Regions from separate parts of the Mus musculus genome. Here region 1 is linked to region 2. A link is a contact called in public promoter capture Hi-C data. All regions are on one chromosome and are shown on one strand. Each heading gives the region's core, a stretch centred on a gene start, on an enhancer-like site or on the middle of the called end of the contact. The rest is flanking DNA. Distances are from core to core; before and after follow the strand shown.

What was found. Promoter capture Hi-C pulls out the DNA fragments that hold promoters and counts their contacts.
Region 1: a contact with region 2 is called in a promoter capture Hi-C map of hippocampal neurons, with 2.1 times the contacts expected there. The contact joins the promoter of Krtap20-2 here to the promoter of Krtap13 in region 2. A contact is called at or near these places in 2 of 39 promoter capture datasets (the 3T3-L1 cell line and hippocampal neurons) and 1 of 9 other capture datasets (liver).

The regions. Positions count from the first base shown.
Region 1 is chr16:89,200,446-89,207,579 of GRCm38.p6, forward strand. It overlaps Krtap20-2 (keratin associated protein 20-2), which reads left to right and starts at 5,416. Exons shown (of 1, transcript NM_001163615.1): 1 at 5,416-5,949. The coding sequence starts at 5,469. The coding sequence ends at 5,651.
Region 2 is chr16:88,748,994-88,756,089 of GRCm38.p6, forward strand. Krtap13 (keratin associated protein 13) reads right to left here and starts at 2,635. Exons shown (of 1, transcript NM_010671.1): 1 at 1,751-2,635. The coding sequence starts at 2,605. The coding sequence ends at 2,012.

The DNA of each region.
Region 1 (7,134 bases), core at 4,166-6,665, 450 kb after region 2:
AATTGAAGAAAATCTCAGAAGATAGATCTCCCATGTTCATGGATTGGCAGGATTAATATAGTTAAAATGGCTATCTTGTCAAAAGCAATCTCCAGATTCAATGCAATCCCCATCAAAATTTCAACTCAATTCTTCACTGAGTTAAAAAGGGCAATTTGCAAATTCATCTGGAATAACAAAAACCCTAGGATAGCAAAAACTCTTCTCAATGATAAAAGAGTCTCTAGTGGAATCACCATGTCTGACCTAAACTACAGAGCAATTGTAATAAAAACTGCATGGCACTGGTATAGCAACAGACAGGTAGACCAATGGAATAGAATTGAAGACCTAGAAATGAACTCACACTCCAGAAAATCAAATAACCCCATTAAAAAATGGGGCTCAGAGCTGAACAAAGAATTCTCACTTGAGGAATACCGAATGGCTGAGAAGCACCTGAAAAAATGTTCAACATCCTTAATCATCAGGGGAATGCAAATCAAAAGAACCCTGAGATTCCACCTCACACCAGTCAGAATGGCTAAGATCAAAAATTCAGGTGACAGCAGATGCTGGCGAGGATGTGGAGAAAGAGGAACACTCCTCCATTGTTGGTGGGATTGCAAGCTTGTACAACCACTCTGGAAATCAGTCTGGCGGTTCCTCAGAAAATTGGACATAGTACTACTGGAAGATCCAGCAATACCTCTTCTGGGCATATATCCAGAAGATGTTCTAACCGGTAAGAAGGACACATGCTCCACTATGTTCATAGCAGCCTTATTTATAATAGCCAGATGCTGGAAAGAACCCAGATGCCCCTCAACAGAGGAATGGATACAGAAAATGTGGTACATTTACACAATGGAATACTGCTCAGCTATTAAAAAAATGAATTTATGAAATTCCTAGGCAAATGGATGGAACTGGAGGGCATCATCCTGAGTGAGGTAACCCAAACACAAAGGAACTCGCACAATATGTACTCACTGATAAGTGGATATTAGCCCAGAAACTTAGAATACCCAAGATATAAGATACAATTTGCTAAACATGAAATTCATGAAGAACGAAGACCAAAGTGTGGACACTTTGCCCCTTCTTAGAAATGGGAACTAAACACCCATTGAAGGAGTTACAGAGACAAAATTTGGAGCTGTGACGAAAGGATGGACCATCTAGTGATTGCCGTATGCAGGGATCCATCCCATAATCAGCTCCTAAACGCTGACACCATTGCATACACTAGCAAGATTTTGCTGAAAGGACCCAGATATAGCTGTCTCTTGTGAGACTATGCCGGGGCCTACCAAACACAGAAGTGGATGATCACAGTCAGCTATTGGATGGGTCACACGGCCCCCAATGGAGGAGCTCGAGAAATTACCCAAGGAGCTAAAGGGAACTGCAACCCTATAGGTGGAACAACATTATAAACTAACCAGTACCCCGGAGCTCTTAACTCTAGCTGCATATGTATCAAAAGATGCCCTAGTTGGCCATCACTGCAAAGAGAGGCCCATTGGACTTGCAAACTGTATATGCCCCAGTACAGGGGAACCCCAGGGCCAAAACGGGGGAGTGGGTGGGCAGTGGATTGGGGAGTGGGTATGGCAGACTTTTGGGATAGCATTGAAAATGTAAACGAGGAAAATAACTAATAAAAATAAAATTAAATTAAAAAAAAAGAAATGAACTCACACACCTATGGTCACTTGATCTTTGACAAGGGAGCTAAAACCATCCAGTGGAAAAAAGACAACATTTTCAACAAATGGTGCTGGCACAACTGGTAGTTATTTTGTAGAAGAATGCAAATTGATCCATTCTTCATCCTTTGTACAAAGCTCAAGTCTAAGTGGATCAAGGAACTTCACAGAAAACTAGAGACACTGAAACTTATACAAGAGAAAGTGGGGAAAAGCCTCGAAGACATGGTCACAAGGGAAAAATTCCTGAACAGAACCTCAATGGCTTGTGCTGTAAGATCAAGAATTGACAAATGGGACCTCATAAAATTGCAAAGCTTCTTTAAGGCAAAAGACACTGTCAATAAGACAAAAAGGACACCAACAGAGTGGGAAATGATCTTTATAATCCTAAATCAGATAGGGGACTAATATGCAATGTATATAAAGAACTCAAGAAGATAGACTCCAGAAAATCAAATAACCCTATTAAAAATGGGGTACAGAGCTAAGCAAAGAATTCTTAACTAAGGAATACTGAAGGGATGAGAAGCACCTGAAAAAAATGTTCAACATCCTTAATCATCAGGTAAATGCAAATCAAAACAACTCTGAGATTCTACCTCACACCAGTCATAATGGCAAAGATCAAAAAATCAGGTTACAGCAGATGCTGGTGAGGATTTGTAGAAAGAGGGACAGTAACAACTCCATTGTTGGTGGGATTGCAAGCTTGTACAACCACTCTGGAAGTCAGTCTATTAGTTCCTCAGAAAATTGTGCATAGTACTATGGTGATATCCATAAATACCTCTCCTGGGCATATACCCATAAGATTTCCCCACTTTTAATAAGGACATGTGCTCTACTATGTTCATAGCAGCCTTATTTATAATAGCCAGAAGCTGGAAAGAACCCAGATGTCCCTCAACAGAGGAATAGATACAGAGAATGCGGTACATTTACACAATGGAGTACTATTCAGCTATTAAAAGCAATGAATGTATGAAATTCTTAGGCAAATGGGTGGACCTGGAGGTTATCATCCTGAGTTAGGTAACCCAATCACAAAGAACACACATGATATGTACTCATTGCCCATTAACTTAGAATACCCAAGATACAATTTGCAAAACACATGAAACCCAAGAAGAAGGAAGACCAGAGAGTGGATACTTTGTCCCTTCTTAGAATGGGGAACAAAATACCCATGGAAGGAGTTTGGAGGCAAAGTTTGGAGCTGAGATGGAAGAAAGGGCCATCCAGAGACTGCCCCAGGCAGGGGCCCATCCTATATACAACAACCAAACCCAGACAGTATTGCATATGCCAGCAAGATTTTGCTGACAGGACCCTAATATAGCTAACACTTGTGAGGTTATGCCAGTGCCTGGCAAATACAGAAGTGGATGCTCACAGTCATATATTGGATGGAACACAGGGCCCCTAATGAAGAAGCTAGAGAAAGTACCCAGGGAGCTAAAGGGGTTTGCAACCCTATAAGAGGATCAACAATATGAACTATCCAGTACCCCCCAGAACTATGTATCTAGTTGCATACATAGCAGAGGATGGCCTAATTGGCCATCAATTGGAGGAGATGCCCTGGTCTTGTGAAGATTATATACCTCAGTACAGGGGAATGCCAGGGCCAGGCAGCAGGAGTAGGTGGGTTGGGATGCAGGGCGGGGGGGGGGGTGTATAGGGGACTTTCGGGATAGCATTTGCAATGTAAATGAAGAAAATATCTAATAAAAAAGGGGAAAAGGCTGCACAGTGGTGTGAAGATTCAAGGTCAGGGAAAGCTTGAGTTCTCCATGTTCTGTGACTCAACTATGTGTTCATCCACAAGGTCTTGTGGTCAGATTCTCAAGGATAAACAAATAACATTGGCTGTAGCCTGCCATTTTTAGAGGCATATGGGGCTACACTGGTCAAGAATTCCTAAAGAGATAGCATATGTCTGATACTGGCATTTTTACTTGTTATCCTGCTGAGTCTAGGGTGGGTGTTGTAGCCCCCATTATAGTGTTACTCCATTTTAAATATATTTGGAATGCAAGCTTCTACAGTGACAAGCATATTTCCATCAACTTTCTTATAAGGTCTTTGGTGTTATTTATGATGACTTTCTTGCTTTTCCTCATCCAGCCTACTTAACCCTCTTGTTCTATTATAACTTTTCCCCCATTGTTATCACTGCATTTTACCTCAACTCCATGGAGAGCACTTACCACATGCACATCTACATTAACTCATTGATATCTTGACCTCTAAAGAGATATAGTAATTTAAACTTCATCGAGCTAACATTAAAATAGGGATGAGACACTGAAAATGGAATCTGACAAAGAATAGCCCATGACCTCAGTGGCTCAGAAAAGAATTTCAGGTAAAGAACAGCAGTAACTCAAGACATAATCCATCAACATATAAACATGACCTCATAAAACTAAAAATTTCTGTACAGTGAAGAACACCATTATTCCCATAAAGATCACCATCAAACACCCAAAACTATTTTGCAATTTCTCATTATCTCAGTCAGAATGGCTAAAATGAAAAGCACAACATTTGGAATGTAAATAAATAAAACAATTAAAAAAAAAAGAAAAGCATAAAGGACTATAAATGCTGGTGTGGATTTAGAGAAAGGGAAACATGTATTTGCAGTTGTTAGAAGCTCAAATTTGTACAGCTACTATAAAACTCTGTGTGAACATTCCTCAAAAAAAAAAAAAAAAAAAAGATCCTAGAAGTGGATCTACTGCATGATCCAGGTTTACCAAGATTGGCAATATATACAAAGGTCTCTATATCTTACTAAACCTGCTTATCAGTGACCATTGCTGATCTATTCAATATACCCAGAAAGCAGACTGTCTCAAGGTCTATCTATAGATAAACATGTAATAAAACTATGCTAGATTTATGGAATGAAACATTATTCCTCTGTTAGGATAAATGAAATTATGAAAATTGTAACAGAAAGAATGGAGCCACAACAATGAGCTAAATGAGACCTAAAAGCAAAATGCCACATATTTTGTGGATGTTAGACTTGAATCTTCAAATATACATTCTTACAATATCTCATGTAATGTTATAGTATTTTTGTAGATTCAACTTTATGTATTGCCCTTTTTCTTTAAATTTTATATATGATTATATATAAAGCTTGTATGACCATGATTTTAAAAGAAGTATGTTCTGCTGATTTTAAAGCAATTTATAATCAAAAAAGGCTTAAGAAAAACACCAAATATACTAATATAAGATGCCAAATGCCCACCAAAATAACAAACAACTTAACCAATTGTTCACGAGAAAGACTCAAAAAACTTATTCCTCAATACAAAATTCATTCCAAAAATAACAAAACAAAAGAGAGAAAAATATCAATCTTCTTCCTTCTCTAGGTCAATGGAAATTAATATATGCATATCTATGTATAATGGAGAAAAGTGTAATGACTTGTATCATGTGACAGAATCATGTCATGTATTCACTAATCTACTATAAGGAATGGTATGAAGAGTTGAAAAATAAATCAGATTCCCTGATTTGACTGTGGAATCATGTAGGAGCACAATTATCTCAGTTATGCAGCCTTGTGTGTCCAGTACATGACAACACTTAGGGTGTTTTATGAAGCATAGCAGTGAGCTATGTGGTGCTGCAACGCCTGTGGTTTCCACAACAATAACCCTGGCATATAAAAGGCCCTTGGTAGATTGTGACATCCAAACTAAAGAAACACACTCCTATTCCTCAGCTGAACTCTCCACTCCTGACACCATGTGTTACTATGGCAGCTACTATGGAGGCCTGGGCTGTGGCTATGGTGGCCTAGGCTATGGCTATGGCTGTGGCTATGGCTGTGGCTATGGCTGTGGCTATGGCTGTGGCTATGGTGGCTATGGTTATGGCTGCTGCCGCCCACTCTGCTATAGAAGATACTGGTCCTGTGGCTTCTACTGAAGAGCTTCAGCAGCTGCCCAGAATGTTGCCTATAAACTGCTGTCTTAATGAAGTGCTTATAAGCTTCTTCACATCAAGAACTCTTAAATAATTTCAAATATTCTAACTTTATAATGTAATATCTGATTTTAAAAATATGAAACTTAGCATCTTCTACTTATGCCCTCACCTTCAACTGGATTATGTGAGCACTTATAGTTTGGCACCATCTTTGAAACATTTTTTTTTAACATGATCAAATATGACTCTCAACCTGGGTATAGAAATATAAGTATTATCAAATAAACTTTCCAAAAAGTAAATTTCCATATTTCATCAGCTTTCATATGTTTTTCATTTGTATGCGTTTGGTCCCATTGTGTATTCACAGAGGAAAGGGGTGTGGGAGATAAAAGGATATGTTAAAAATGGACTTAGATCTGGGTAAAAAGAGGGAAATGGGAAGAGAAGGAAGGAGGGGGAAGGAGGGAGGAGAATGAAAGGAGAGAGAGAGAAAGAAAAGCACATCTACTCATGCACATTGGCTCCATATCTTTGCTATTGTGAACAATGTGACTGTGGACTTGATAGTGTTGGTAGTACTTTAAGATGGATTGGATTTCCTTTAGTTAAAATGCGGTGGCATGGCCTCTATTTCATACACATAGGCACACATATATACATGTAGAAGATATATATATATATACATATATATGTGTGTGTGTATTAATATGTATGGTTTTGTTATAAATATATATTACATAGTTAGTATATATAATATTTCAGTATATATACTTATACATAATTTATATATATTTATTATATGTGTTACAGGGAGTGATAAATGCTATGATATTTTCTGTCATGGCTGTACCATCTCACATTCTGTCCAACAATGCAAAAGGGTGCCCTTTTCTCTACAAAGTCTGCATCATTAATCTTTCTTCATTCTAGTATTGTCTAACAGTTGTGAGATGCAATCTCATCTTGTTCTTGATTGGCATCTCTGGGATATTAGCATAATAGAACCTTATCATATCTTTTGACCATTTGTATCTTGTCTTTTGACAAATATTTGTTCTAATTCTCTGCTCATTTTAGCATCATTTTAGCTTTTTGGCTGTTTAGCTGTGTGTGTCCCACATCAATTTTGTGTATTAACGCCTTGTCTGAAGCACATGTTCTCTTTCCTTGTGTACAGATAATTATTCTGTTGTACAGAGCATCCTTAGTTGGATACATAAAAAGTTATCTATATTTATGGAGTTTTTTCTCTTGGGTGTGTGGCATGTCCTTTAATAATCAAGCCATCTGTCATCCCTTCTGAAGCAATGTTGTAATACAAATATTGGCTAAACCCAAAGACACAGTACTTAGCTGTGTGAAAAGGAAGTATATCCCCTTTAGTTGTATTTTGGCATTACTTAATTAACTTTGTTATTTCTCTGCCTTTGACCACTATTCTTAGTCTCAAGGGTGTGGCTTAATAAAATTTTGTGTATTA
Region 2 (7,096 bases), core at 1,385-3,884:
ATTATGAACATATGATGACAGAGATCCTGAAAACCTAAAAAAGATTATGCAAAAGACTGACTTCACTATTTTCCATGGCAACTTTTATGATATTGCTAGGTGATATTTGCTCCAAATTTCACTTTATTTTTACTTTTTTTCCCAATAACTATTAAAGCATCATAATTATTTGCTAAGAAACAGTGATGAAGGAAGGGAAAAAATGTCTGCCCAGGAAGTTCTCTCTGGTGTTGAGAATACACAGAGTAACAGAGAGTCTGGTTGCAAACATAGCACTACAATAACCAAGTTGTAACCTTTGAAAATACATCCAGTTCTTCTGTATCTGTTGCTACCTCCTCATAAGTGCATGCAAGACAACGAATGCTGTCTGCCACTGCTTTCATAGTTGACACTCAGTTACTGCCCTGGGGGAGGAGGAAGTATGCTTGATGTCAGGAAGGGGAATGCACATAAGACCAGAATTTTGACAGGTGTCCAATACTCAGTGCTCCACTCCTAATTTCAGAGAATTGTTCACTATCCCATAAAACAAGAATGGGTAAAACATGCTATTATTACTTGATATGAACACTGATTCCTTATGTTATCAAATCAGTTATTTTGTTCTATATTTGTTGTGATTTTATTAACTATTTCTTCAATTTATAGTTAAGAATAGCTACCTTATGCTGAATGTAGCTATTCTTAAGTTTGTTGTCTTCCTACTTACACAAATGAAAATAATTTTAACACACTCGAAATATTAATTGACCTATGGGGACTAAACAATTATTAAAAAGTAACACTCCTGTAGGGTAACATCACCAACCAAGAATTAACACACACATACACACACACACAGAGGGGGGGAGAGGGGGGAGAGAGAGAGGGAGAGGGAGAGGGAGAGGGTGGGAGAGAAGGAGGGGAGGGAGGGAGGGAGGGAGAGAGAGAGAGAGAGAGAGAGAGAGAGATTACTCTTCTCTGTTAAAATCCCTTATGTCTTACCATGACCTGATGATGTAAACCCATTTTTTCTTATATTCTTCCAGTTTCTGACACATTCTATCCTTTGAAATGCATAGAGTAGTCACAATTTTTAACAAGAGTCATCAGTTCTTCTTGTCTTTAGTTACCAAGAAACTTCATGCACAGACTTGAAGTGGTCAGGAATATCTGCACTAAGAAGAAAAGAATACCTGGAAACCAAATAAAATCAGTGTGACCCTCTTAGCCCTCTGAAGCTCATGCTGAGTAGTAATCAGGATCAATGCTAATTAAGGCATTGCATAAACCAAATAGCTGACAACACACACACACACGCACGCACGCACGCACGCACACACGCGCACGCACACGCGCACACACACGCACGCGCACACGCACACACAAGCACACGCACACGCACACACACACACAATGAAGGAGAGAATTATTTTGGCTCACGATTTGAGGATCAATTTCACCATAGTTCAGAAGGCATTGAGGCAGAAGCAGCTTTGTCACAGCAGCAGCCATGTGAGGCTAATGCTCACATCTTGATGGTCCAGGCAAATACACAGATCAAGCAGGATAAGCAATAAAACCCAAAATCTTGTCCACGAAGATACACACTTCTTCCTGTTAGATCCCACCCTGTAAAGGTTCCACAGTCTTCCAAAATCATACCCTCATCTTGAGACCATATAATGAACAGAGAAGCCCCTAGGGGATTATTATTATATTCAAAATACAATCCATTATTTGTAAATAATAACATTAAACACATAGGTTTGCAACAGAAACAAGAGTTTATTGAGAAAAAATTACTTGAGTTTGTAAGTTTGGGAGAAGTGAAAAAATTATCAATTTTATCAACATTGTGGTTAAATTTTTCATGAGTTGTACAGTTTGACAGAATTTCAAATATGAGGGCTAGAAAGGAAAAAGTAGCAGATAATGAAAATTTCAAGATTTCTCGAGGATAAAATGAAAAGACAATTTTACTACAGAATCTGCATTCAGTATTGGCACTGGAGACTCAACAGATTACTCAACAGAAGCGAGATGTGTAGAGTGGCTGATAACAAGAATAGAAATCCCTAGAAGGGAATGAAAGTGGAGTACAGACAACAGATCTGTGATATCTGGTAGGAAAGCTAAAGACTCCGTAATTCAGAGATCTGAAGCCACTGGATCCACAGCCCACTGGGTAGCAGCTTCTAGAGCCATAGCCCAGGGAACTGCAGCTTCTGGACCCAAAGCCCAGAGAGCCAGCATATGTCCCCTGGCAGGGTGTGGAGCTGCTGGGGTAGTAGCAGGGCTTCGGGCAGGGGCTGGGCACCACACAGGACCTCTGGCAGCTAATGGGCTCAATGCAGGTCTCCTGACAGCGGATGGGCTCAATGCAGGTCTCCTGGCAGCGGATGGGCTCAATGCAGCTCTCCTGGCAGCGGATGGGCTCAATGCAGCTCTCCTGGCAGCCACTGCGCACAGAGGAGCTCAGCTGGCAGGTGCTGGGAGAGCAGCTGGTAGTGGTGTAGACCAGGTTGCTGGGGTAGGAAGAGCCACGGCAGGATCCTGAGGAGGGCAGGCAGCTCCTAAGGGAGCGGGAGGAGAAGTTTCCAGAGCAGCAGCTGTAGACCATGTTGAGAGGAGGCTGAGGGTTGGATGTTAACAGCGAGTTTGTGAGTTTGAATGTCACCCAGTGGAGAGCCGGGTTTATATACTCTCAGAGGCAGGTGTGGTACCCAACAGTCTCATACTTGATGCATTTGTGTGCTTCCTGGTTTACAAATGTGTAACTCAGCAATCTCTGTAATTGTAGCTGCATTTGAATAGTTTTCTGCACAGTACATTTATGGGTGTTGTAACAAAGGCCAAAGAGCTACTCCTATCTACAAAATGCTATGACTATTTTATATTAACACCTTCCCCCTCCTAGCTATGGAAGCCCTTTCCACTCCTGTAGAATATACTACTTGCCTGTGCTTGATTGTACATTTCTGCCTCTGCTGGGGAAGGGTTCTTTTCTAAAACTAGAGAAGGAGATATTGTTGATTATCTGGTTGCTAGATCTGTTTCTATATGGATAGAACTATTCATAAGAATGGTCCGTCTTGTCAACCTCCACTGCCATATTGCCAAATCCCCTTATTGCAATTCCACATAGTGGTCACTGAATACAATTATAGCATGGGCTACACTTATACATTGTTTATCACATCAAATAGAAATAGATTCAAGAAAGATAAAACCAATGGACTAAGAGAGGCAGCAAAAGACTGACGTTAGTCATTGAAAAGGATCTCAATGGAAACAGTTCCATTTGAGTGCAGGGAGAAAATAAGTATAAGAATAGAAGTGAAGGAACAGTGAGGGTTTCCTTGTTGTTGGGTTTGTATTTTTTAAAACATAATCTTGCGGTGCTGTCCAGGCTGTGTTGGAATGAGTGATCGCTCTGCCCGATCTTCCTCAATGCTCAGACTGAAGGTGTCAGGCTTTTCTGCTGTTCTTTTACAGTTTCTTGTCTTATTTCAATGCCTGAATAATCAATCTTTATAAATTAACAATGCTAAAATTTTTCTTATTATCCTTCCATCCTCTGCACTTATAATCTTTGACATTTTCTAACCATTTCAGTATGCCCCTAACTTCTCATGCTGTTGAATATAGTAACTTTTTGTCAGTCATATGTCCTGGTACCCAACTACACTTTATTGCCTAAGTATGATTTCTCATCCTTCCCTAGTTTCTTTTTTTTTTCTATTCTAAGGTACATAAATGTGTAAACCACTACCACCACCACCACCTCCTCCTCCTCCTCCTCCTCCTCCTCCTCCTGTTCCTACTCTTTCTATTCCTCCTCCTTTCCCTGCTTTTCTTCTCTCATTTTCTCTCCTTCCATCCCTTTTTCCTCCCTCTTACCTAGACTTATCATTTTGTTTCTTCTGCCTTTAAATTTCACTTTGTCTTTTATTTTCTTCTTTGCTTTTTTGAAAAATTAATTTACTATTTTTTTCCTATCAAACTATAGATTTAAAGCTGAAAATATGCTAGGTATACTTATCAATTTCTTAGTATATAATCACCTTTTCTACATTCACTGATAAATTATTCTGTTTTAAAATACATACAAATGATATTCAGATACAACAGGAATTTACTGCTACAGTCTATGAAAAAAATTCTCATTTTTCTAATAAAATCTAAGGCATTTTAATACTGATAAATCTTGCGTATATAGTAGTAGAGAAAATACTATAATTGAGACAATAAAACTTAAAGAGGGATGATGTGAAAATACAAAATACTTCCCCCCTTTTTGGTTTCAGTTCTTTAAGAATAAAATTCATATTGTGTTATTTTGTGCGTTATGTTAAGAGCTTATCAATAAGAAAATGTGGGAAATATTTTTCCCATTTCTTTTCCTGTTATTGCTTCATAAATAACTCTTTACGTTATCTTGAAAACAAATAGGTATTCAAAACAAACCGTAATTCTATAATGTAAGAATGGATTCAGTGATTTCTTCTTCCGGTACTTTGCATTCTGTTCATGGACCCTTCTGTAATCTAGTTGTTATGAATACTCGAACCCATTTTTTTGTCTCTATAGTGTTATAATCTTGTCCACATAAATTGAGATAATTTTTAATGTTTTTCAAAAAGACCTACCTTTGAAATAAATTCATGTGCGATTGTACTATTTCATCTGTATAGCTGTATATGATTATTTTCATCTAATTATCCATCAAAATGGAAAAACCTGAATAATTCAAATAGAATGTCAGACTTGGGATGCTACTAATGCAAAGCTTTTGATATTTGATTGCAGATTCTCATCAATAGGTGATAAAATGATGTCTTTTGATATTTGAGTTATTTCTGAAAGAACCTCATTCATACAGAAGGTCATGGCTTCTCCTTATAATCTCAATGGATCTGTCACTCACAAGCCCAGCATGTTGCTTTTAAAAATGATTTAGAATAAAATTTCCATAAATAAAAATCAATATCATCTATATTGAAATTCTATTTTAATGGTTCTTTTTAATTAGATATTTTCTTTATTTACATTTCAAATATTATCCCCTTTCCTGGTTTCCCATCCGAAAACCCCTTATCTCATCCCCCTACTACCTGCTCAGCAACCCACCTACTCCTGCTCCCAGTCCTAAAGTTCCTTTACACTAGGGCATTATGCCTTCAGAGGACCAAGGGTCTCTCCTTACATTGATGTCTGACAAGGCCATCTTCTGCTACATATATGGCTGGAGTCATGGGTCCCTCCATGTGGACTCTTTGGTTGGTGATTTAGTCCCTGGGAGCTCTTGGGGTACTGATTATTTCATATTGTTGTTCCTCCTGTGGGACTGCAAACCCCTTCAGCTCCTTTTGCCCTTTCTCTAAGCTCCTCCATTGGGGAGCCTGTGCTCAGAGGTTGCCTGAGAGACAAATACACCTCTGTATTTGTCAAGAACTGGCATGGCCTCTCAGGAGACAGCTATATCAGGCTCCTGTCAGCAAGCACTTGTTGGCATCCACAATAGTGTCTGGGTTTGGTAACTGAATATGAGATGGATCCCCAGGTGGGGCAGTCTCTGGATGGCCTTTTTTTTTTCAGTCTCTGCTCCACACTTGTTTCTGCATCTCCTCCCATGGGTATTTTGTTCCCCCTTCTAAGAAGGATCAAAGTATCCACACTTTGGTCTTGCTTCTACTTGAGCTTCATGTGGTTTGTGAATTGTATGTTGGATATTCTGAGCTTCTGGGCTAATATCATCACACCCAGCTAGATTAGTACTCTGTCATTCAAAGAACATTTGACTCCACATCATCAAAAATATACTCATGACAGCAAGGCTCCTGCATGCGGTTCTGAAACACAGTTCTTCCTTTAGTAACATTGTTAGTATTTTTCTCAAGAAGATTTTTTTTAGGACATTTACATGAGATCAAATGTGGAGAGCCGTGCCGTGAGCAATCGCCATTATAAGATGGCGCTGGCTTCCACTGCGCCTAACTAGTAAACAAGCCTTATGCGCAAGTGCAAGAGTAAATTCACGCCCAGTCACTGCCAATCTCGGGGCGTAGTAATGGGGTGATGGGCGAGCAACTAATCAGGTGCTGTCATGCCACATCAGGTGCTGAAACGTCACGCTGCGGGCTATATAAGCAGCACCATTTTCTGGGTTCGGGGTCTTCTTTATGTTGAAGCAATAAAAGCTTTGCCGTAGAAGGATCTGGTTGTCCGAGTAAATTCTTGCCGGAGAGATACTAGCTCGGGCAAGAATCAAAGATACACTGCTTGTTGTCTTTTAAATATATTAATAAATCTTTGGGGATGGCTAGAGAGTTTAGCAGTTATTAGCACTTGTTATTCTTTCAGAGATAGTTTGACTCCTAGTACCCATGTCAGGCAGCCCACAATCACCAGTAATTAGGTCCAGGGCATCTACTACCCTATTCTGGGCTCCAGGACTACCCATATCCATATGCATATGCACTGCACAAAATTTCACACATATATACACATCAAAAACCCTGTACTTGCTTTCTTATAATTTTTCTGTAAGGTTAGTTGAAAATGTGGATTGCAGGATTTAGAACACTTGCTCTTCTTCCAACTTATTCAGTTTAATACTCAGTACATGCGTGGTTGCTCACAACTGTCTCTAACTTCAGTTCCATAGATGCACAACTTCATCTTCTGGCTCTTTGAGGGCACTGGGCATGTTGATGGAGCATGTATATTTAGGCAAGATACCTATACAGTAAGATAAATTAAAATTATTTTTAAAACATGGATTCTAATACATAGTGCTTAATTAAGAGACAATTCTCAAACAGAGAAATATGCTAGGAAATAGAGGAATTTAAGCAACTGTCAGCACTCAAGCTCAAATCCAATAAATGCTTTTTACAGGGACTCAGCATGCTTTTACGAATGAAAAGGTTTTTAAGAAGAAATTTATAGACGTTTTTGTACTCACTATTCAGTGTACCCAAGACCTCACATGGGGCATTAGCAAGGTGTTAACACGCTGTGGGAGTGAGAGGGTCACATGTTACTTTGAAATTCACAGCTACAGGAAAAATAGAAAGAAATAAGGAGGTTTAGAAGGATAAAATGGAAT